Regions from separate parts of the Macaca mulatta genome. Here region 1 is linked to region 2. A link is a contact called in public Hi-C data. All regions are on one chromosome and are shown on one strand. Each heading gives the region's core, a stretch centred on a gene start, on an enhancer-like site or on the middle of the called end of the contact. The rest is flanking DNA. Distances are from core to core; before and after follow the strand shown. Region 1 holds the start of PEX19 (peroxisomal biogenesis factor 19). Region 2 holds the start of COPA (COPI coat complex subunit alpha).

Evidence for each region. Hi-C and Micro-C count contacts between places; a contact is called where the count stands out from the background.
Region 1: a contact with region 2 is called in a Hi-C map of blood, with 2.0 times the contacts expected there. The contact joins the promoter of PEX19 here to the promoter of COPA in region 2. A contact is called at or near these places in 4 of 14 Hi-C or Micro-C datasets (blood, cortical neurons and liver).

What each region holds. Positions count from the first base shown.
Region 1 is chr1:106,602,289-106,605,523 of T2T-MMU8v2.0, reverse strand. It overlaps PEX19 (peroxisomal biogenesis factor 19), which reads right to left and starts at 1,850. Exons shown (of 8, transcript XM_077941069.1): 1 at 1,764-1,850; 2 at 240-349. The coding sequence starts at 1,833. It overlaps LOC114670148 (a long non-coding RNA gene), which reads left to right and starts at 1,074. Exons shown (of 3, transcript XR_003719637.2): 1 at 1,074-1,564; 2 at 3,006-3,050.
Region 2 is chr1:106,543,635-106,546,859 of T2T-MMU8v2.0, reverse strand. COPA (COPI coat complex subunit alpha) reads right to left here and starts at 1,458. Exons shown (of 33, transcript XR_013396053.1): 1 at 1,341-1,458. NCSTN (nicastrin) reads left to right here and starts at 1,525. Exons shown (of 17, transcript NM_001260780.1): 1 at 1,525-1,691; 2 at 2,932-3,036. The coding sequence starts at 1,607.

The DNA.
Region 1 (3,235 bases), core at 601-3,100, 58 kb before region 2:
GTATGGGATGGCATACCAATCCAACCATTTAAACCTACTATTTTTTCAAGGAACTCTGAGATTCCTCCACTCAACCTCAAGTCCTTATTTCACAAGGACTGAGGCTGGCAAGAGCACTCACCAATGTGAGGCCAAGGTACCCTCCCCCATTCCCCTCTGGCCCATAGGGGCCTGCCCAACCTCTGCTCAGAGCTGCATGCCCATCCCCTCCCTATCCCTTCAGGGGGTGGAATTTATACTTTGGCAGTGTCTCCTGGCGATCTCTTCTGGGGCCCCGAAGCATCAGGGGCCGTGGTGGTAGAAGGGGGTGCTGGGGAGGGTTTGGCTTTATCGAAATCATCAAGAGCACCTTCAGAGACAAGAGACATGGTGTGTGTGTTGGCGACAGATGAGGATGCAAGCAAGGCTGGGTGGTTTCTGGGCAAAGCATTAGGAATATGATTTTTCAAATTGCCAACTTTCCTCAATTTTCCGCCTTGAGGCCCCCACCTCCCCAGACCACCCTCAATGAGCCTCCTACTTCCTTCCAGATTACCTAATTTATTGTGAGCAAAGGCAAGAAATCCCTGACGGTGGAACAAGTATCCATCTCAGAGCTGGGAGGAGAGGATTAAAAATTTCTGCAGAGACATCTCCATCTATAGTGTCTCCCTTGCCACAACCTAATGATTCCCTAGAAATCCCATACAAATAAATACCCAACAGGAGTAGAGAACACAGATGTCCTCATCCCTCTGAACTCACTCTGGAGCTCTAAAAGGAATAACTTGGTGAGAAGGCACATGACATCCCACCCAGCTTCCTGTTGGTACTGGTACCAGCACAGACTGAGGGACCACATACTACATTCCATGGTAAGGCATTAAACTATCTTCTCTTATTCTCCAGTTTAGTGCTCTCCCACAACCTCCTAGAGCTCCTTTTGGTCTGATCTTTGCAGATAACCGTAGGCTAATTTACAGTCACTTGGCACTCCTCAGCGTTTCTGTTCATTCTTCTGCCTGCCCACATCTCTGTGATTGAGCAAGAGATTACAAATTCACCTCTGCCCTGAAAAGCCTGTGTCCTCACCACCATTCTGCTTGCCAGGCCCAGGGAGAGAGCACTGGCCCCACTCTGGGCAGGAAGCCAACAGGGGAGTGGACAGTAATGCTAAGAAAACATCCACCGTCTTTCAGGAGGGTGAACTGCTTTCCCCTGAAATCGCCACATCCTCAGTTTCTCAAAATAAGGGAAAGGAGTCCGCTTGAGCTACTAACAAGATGAAAGAACTGTTAAGGGGCCTAACGAGAGAAAGAGAAAAGGACTACGAGGAAAAAAGTGTCTTTCATGTCAAGGAAGGCAGGACGAGGCGCAGCAGCATGGGCCACGAGCTTGCTAGGAGTTAATGTAAGCAATCAGTGAGTGCGTGGTTCGCTACCCAACAAGAACCAAATGCTGCTGCTGCTGCTGCTGAAGTCGGACTTTAAGAACTTAGTAACCTAAAGAAAGAGGAGTTTGGAGAGGTATCATGAAACGCCGTCCTGCGGAAACATCCACAATCTGGACCACTGGGGGACCCCAGGTGAGTTCCCCAGCTCCAGTCGCGGAGGTGGGGCAGGATGACCCAGAGATTTTTGGGGGGCTCGCGGTCAGACTCTCCGCCCCCATTTAACCTTTGGAGATCCTCTCCCGCCCTGTCCCTAATATCTCAGGTTCACTTAACGCCCGGAATGGGTCCTCACAACTGCCCTCTTCGGGCCTTTCCCACTATGGGCTCTTACTTTCCAGAAGCTCCTCCAATTCCCTGTCTGCTTCTGCCCCGACACCACAGTCTTCCTCAGCGGCCGCCATCTTGCTACCTCCGACTTGCCGTAGGAGGCGGGACCCCTCGGCGCCGCCACGCCCTCCACCCCTTCGTTCCTGCCCTCTTCTGCCTCGGGCAACCAATGGTATTGTTGGCCAGTGCGGAACCGCCATTTTTAAAGGGCCAGGAAGCTTTGAGTTTCTGTTTTGGGTATTTTTCCCCTTTCGCCTGTGAAACACAGAATTAAGGATAAGATAGTGTTATTTTCTGCCTGGTTTTAGAGGCCCGGACTCCTTTCAACTTCCCAAATTACCTGGCGAAGCTCTTTCATTATTTCTTCCTGAGCTATGAGTAGGCTAGATTGAGACAAACTGCCTACAAATAACCAGAATCTATACATATATGATTGATATGACAATTATGGTACATAACATACTACTTTCTCTCACTTCTTTTGTTGAGACGGAGTCTCGCTCTGTCGCCTAGGCTGGAATGCAGTGGCGCTATCTTGGCTCACTGCAGCCTTGGCCTCCTGGGTTCAAGCGATTCTCCTGCCTCAGCCTCCCGTGTAGCTGGGATTACAGGCATGCACCACCACATCCGGCTAATTTTTGTATTTTTAGTAGAGACGGGGTTTTACCTTGTTGGCCAGTCTGGGTAGCCAGGCTGGTCTCGAACTACTGACCTCAGGTGATCCACCCACCTCAGCCTCCCAAAGTGCTGGGATTACAGGCGTGAGCCACTGCGCCCGGCTTCACTTCATTATTTCATTCAAATGTTATCTTCTCTGAAACACTTTACTTGGCCATTCCTTTTCTTCTTAACACTGAACACTATCTGACATATTATCTACCGTGCTTGTTTATTCTCCGCTTCCCACCGTGCAGAATTTAAACACTATGAAGGCGAAGATTTTCGTCTGTTGTCTTCGCTGCTGTAAAGCCCAACTCCTAGGCTAGGGTTTAAAACTTAGTAGGCACTCATTGGCCACTCTTTGCTCTTGCAGTCCCTAATCAGGCACATCTGTCTGCCCAATCTAGTGGCATCTCTCATTTCCTATTCTCTATTAGAACTGTTTGATTAAAGGACACAGGGCCAGGAACTTAGAACTCAATGTTAGAAAGAGAGCATCTGGGACCTTGGACTGAGCAGGGCAATTAGAATGTAGTAGTTAGTAATAGACTTGCTTTCCCTGACCAATCTCCTTTTCTCCACACAGAACCCAACCTCCAACTGAGTGAACACCGGGGATGCTCAGATAGAGGTAACTCTAGACGTCCCTTTCCTCCTTTGGAATTGTTCTATTCAGATCTGTAAGAATGTAGCAACTGTTTCACATACAGATCTGTTTTAGCACTTGGAGAGCACCTATTATTTAGGTCTTGTTCTGGGCACAGCAAGGACAAAGAGATAAATCAGGACCACCCCCTGCTGTAAGGTAGCTAAGTG
Region 2 (3,225 bases), core at 209-2,708:
TGTCTATTTTTCCATTAGGTTCTCTTTTTTTTTTCCATTATGATATATAAGTACACTCAACAATGGATGTTTGCCCTCAATTATTACAACATCTTTGTTTTTCCTTCTCTACTGCCCAGCAAGAAATTAGGAGCAGAAAAGAAAACTGAAAGATTATGAAGACCCATTTCACCTACACAGGTCTCAGAAATTCTTAATGGTACCCACCTTTCAAGGTCAAGTTTCCCAAGAGACTTAGAAACTGCTCAGAATATATTCACACATTGAGAGCAGCCTCCACTTTTTGCACTACTGAGTCTACACCAGGTGCTGTAATAAATACATTCCATACTTTCTCATTTTAATTCTTTCTATAAAAGACTATTTTACAGATGAGGAAATAGAGACTTAGAGACCTTAAGTCACCCAAGTCATACAGCTTGTTAGTGGATGTCTCAGGATTCCAAAGCAAGCCCATCTGACTTCAAAGACCAACCACTTCAAAGACTAACCATTTTGTTACGCTGCATCTTACTACATACTCTAGATACTATTTTTTCCAGGTCTCTGGAGACCTTACTTCTCTCTGCCTTTCACATTTTAACATTCTGAGGTTAATACTGAGATCTCAGTATTTGCCCTCCACCCCCAACGACCCACACTCGAGCTCTAGAGTCGCCATACTTAGCAAATAAAAATACGAGATGCCCAGATATATTTGAACTTCTGGTAAGCAAGGACAGACTAAAAAAACTATTCATTGTTTACCTGAAATTCAAATTTAACTGGGTGTCCTGCATTTTATCTGGCAACCCTATCAAGCTGAGACTTTATTGGGGTTATAAGCCTCAAAGTACTACTTCCGGGTAGTGAATAAAGCCGAATGAAGGTACTGATGTTGAGATGCTGCAGCCAAGGCCTCCTTAAGTGAGGTAGCCACTACACGTCTCCAAAAAAGCTACTGACTCGGGTGCAAGTAACAGAGATCGAGACTCAAGCCCCAGGGCCACTCCATATAACACAATCAAAAAGTCAACAGGTCACAGGGCCTTTGGAGCAGAACAATACAAGTTGGGAGCACAGCAAAGAGAGAAAGGGAGAAGAAAGAATAGGGAGGTGGTCTAAGGAATCACCTACAGTGTGGGAGCCACTTTATAGGTAAATCGAAGCCCAAGGACACACCAAAGAAGAGGGGACTGGAGAACCGCTAGCCAGGCCTAACCTCTCTCCCACCCTCCGTCTTCCTCTGGGTCCGTCTAGTGGGCCCACTTCGGCCAGCACGTCTACCCATTTTCTCTTCCCCGGTGTCTGCGCCGCTCTTGACATCCAACCTCCATGTTCCCCTTTTTTTTCTCCACTACCTTTGACCCGCGCGCTCTTGGTCTCGAATTTGGTTAGCATCTCTCAGGTCTCCGACTCCGATGTTTTAATCCGAGCCCCGACACACCCTGCTGCCCTTCGGACGCCTCCACGTCAGCTACCCTCTGCCGCGGTTTCCGGAAGCTCCTGGAAACACGAACTTCCGGTCTGTTGGGCTCCGGGCCACAGAGATGGTGTCAGTGGTAGCCTAGAGAGGCCGCTACCCGGCAGGAGCCGAACGGGGGCTTCCGCTCAGCAGAGAGGCAAGATGGCCACGGCAGGGGGTGGCTCTGGGGCTGACCCGGGAAGTCGGGGTCTCCTTCGTCTTCTGTCTTTCTGCGTCCTACTAGCAGGTGAGGCCTCCCCACCCGTGAGCTCCGTTCTCTAAAGGGAACTCTCCGGATCGGCCCAGCCGCGAGCGCCACTGTCTCCCTTCTGGTTCCTGCTGCCCCTCTGTCCCCCCACCCTGTAAATCCTCTTTCTCTTTCGTTCCCACGACAGAAGTTCCCCCTTTGCCTGGACCTAAAGGTCCCTTCTCCCCCGCAGCATGTCGTGTCGCTTCACTCCCTTCTCTAGGCCTCTTCCTGGACTTCGAACTCGACCCTCTCCCACTTTGTCCAGATGCCTCGTTTTTCCCACAACCCCAGCCACCCACCCCACAGTCGAAAGAAACAGGTGTGAAAGTTAGCTTTCTTCCCCGCGTTTAGACTTTTTGAGACGAAAGCAATCTTGTTCTGTGGGTGCTGTGCGGCGCTTAAAAGGTAGATTTCTTATTTCTTCCTCTATTGGTTACACCCAAAGTCTGTGTCCCTCTGCCTTGCCTCAGGTTTTGTTTTTGTTTTTGTTTTTTTAATCAGTAAAGCAAGAATAAGGTAGGATATGGGTACTCTTAACTGTCCAAACCGTGAAGTAACGATTCAAGGAACTTTTGGCATTTATAATATACTTGACTGTTTGCTTATACGCGTTTATTTACTGATACATGGCTTTTTAGTTGGTCACGCCCTAAAATGCAAATGTCTGTATATAACTATGACTGTGCCTTCCCCTAGTTCACATTGTTTTTAAAGATCCTCAAAGGAGAAACTACAGCTGCCCCACACTGTGGGCACACAAATGACCTACTGATGTTAAATTAACTGACCAGTGTATGTCATAAGGTTTCTCTCAATTCTATTCACACTCTTGGAAAAGTGTCTCAGAAAGTTTTCTTAGCCCAGCACCTTTGTATTAACCGGTTAGTAATATACATACAGGATATACAAGCAGAAGTGTGATCACCTGTGCAACCAGAATTTGGCAAATCTAAGGTCAAACACCTTTCCTTTGACCAAGTTTTCTCTCTTTTAGTGTCACTGTCAATGGCGCTACATGGACTTTTTAATAACCCTTTGAGGCACATAGCTGAGTGCCATGTAGAGCATGTATCTGTTACAATAATGTGCGCAAGAAGTAAGAATAATGGACTTTAACCTCATTTTAGAAAGTGTGATATTGAATGATTTACCCAAGCCATACATCAGGTTAATTACATGATAGAAGCTAATACCTGTGTCTCTCAATTTTTTCTAACACTTTTTATCTTCCAATCAGGTTTGTGCAGGGGAAACTCAGTGGAGAGGAAGATATATATCCCCTTAAATAAAACAGCTCCCTGTGTTCGCCTGCTCAACGCCACTCATCAGATTGGCTGCCAGTGTGAGTTGAGACTGGGATTCATGTTTATGGACATTGATATTTGTCTGTGCCCTAGATAGTAAGTAACAGTCATGTCCTGCTTAGGAGTTCTGACACTCATACTGGACTGAGAGTAGGCAGTTGTAGAGAACGGTCTGTCAAGCTAGGCAAGATAATTAATAAGAACTGACATTTAGTAAATGCTGCATA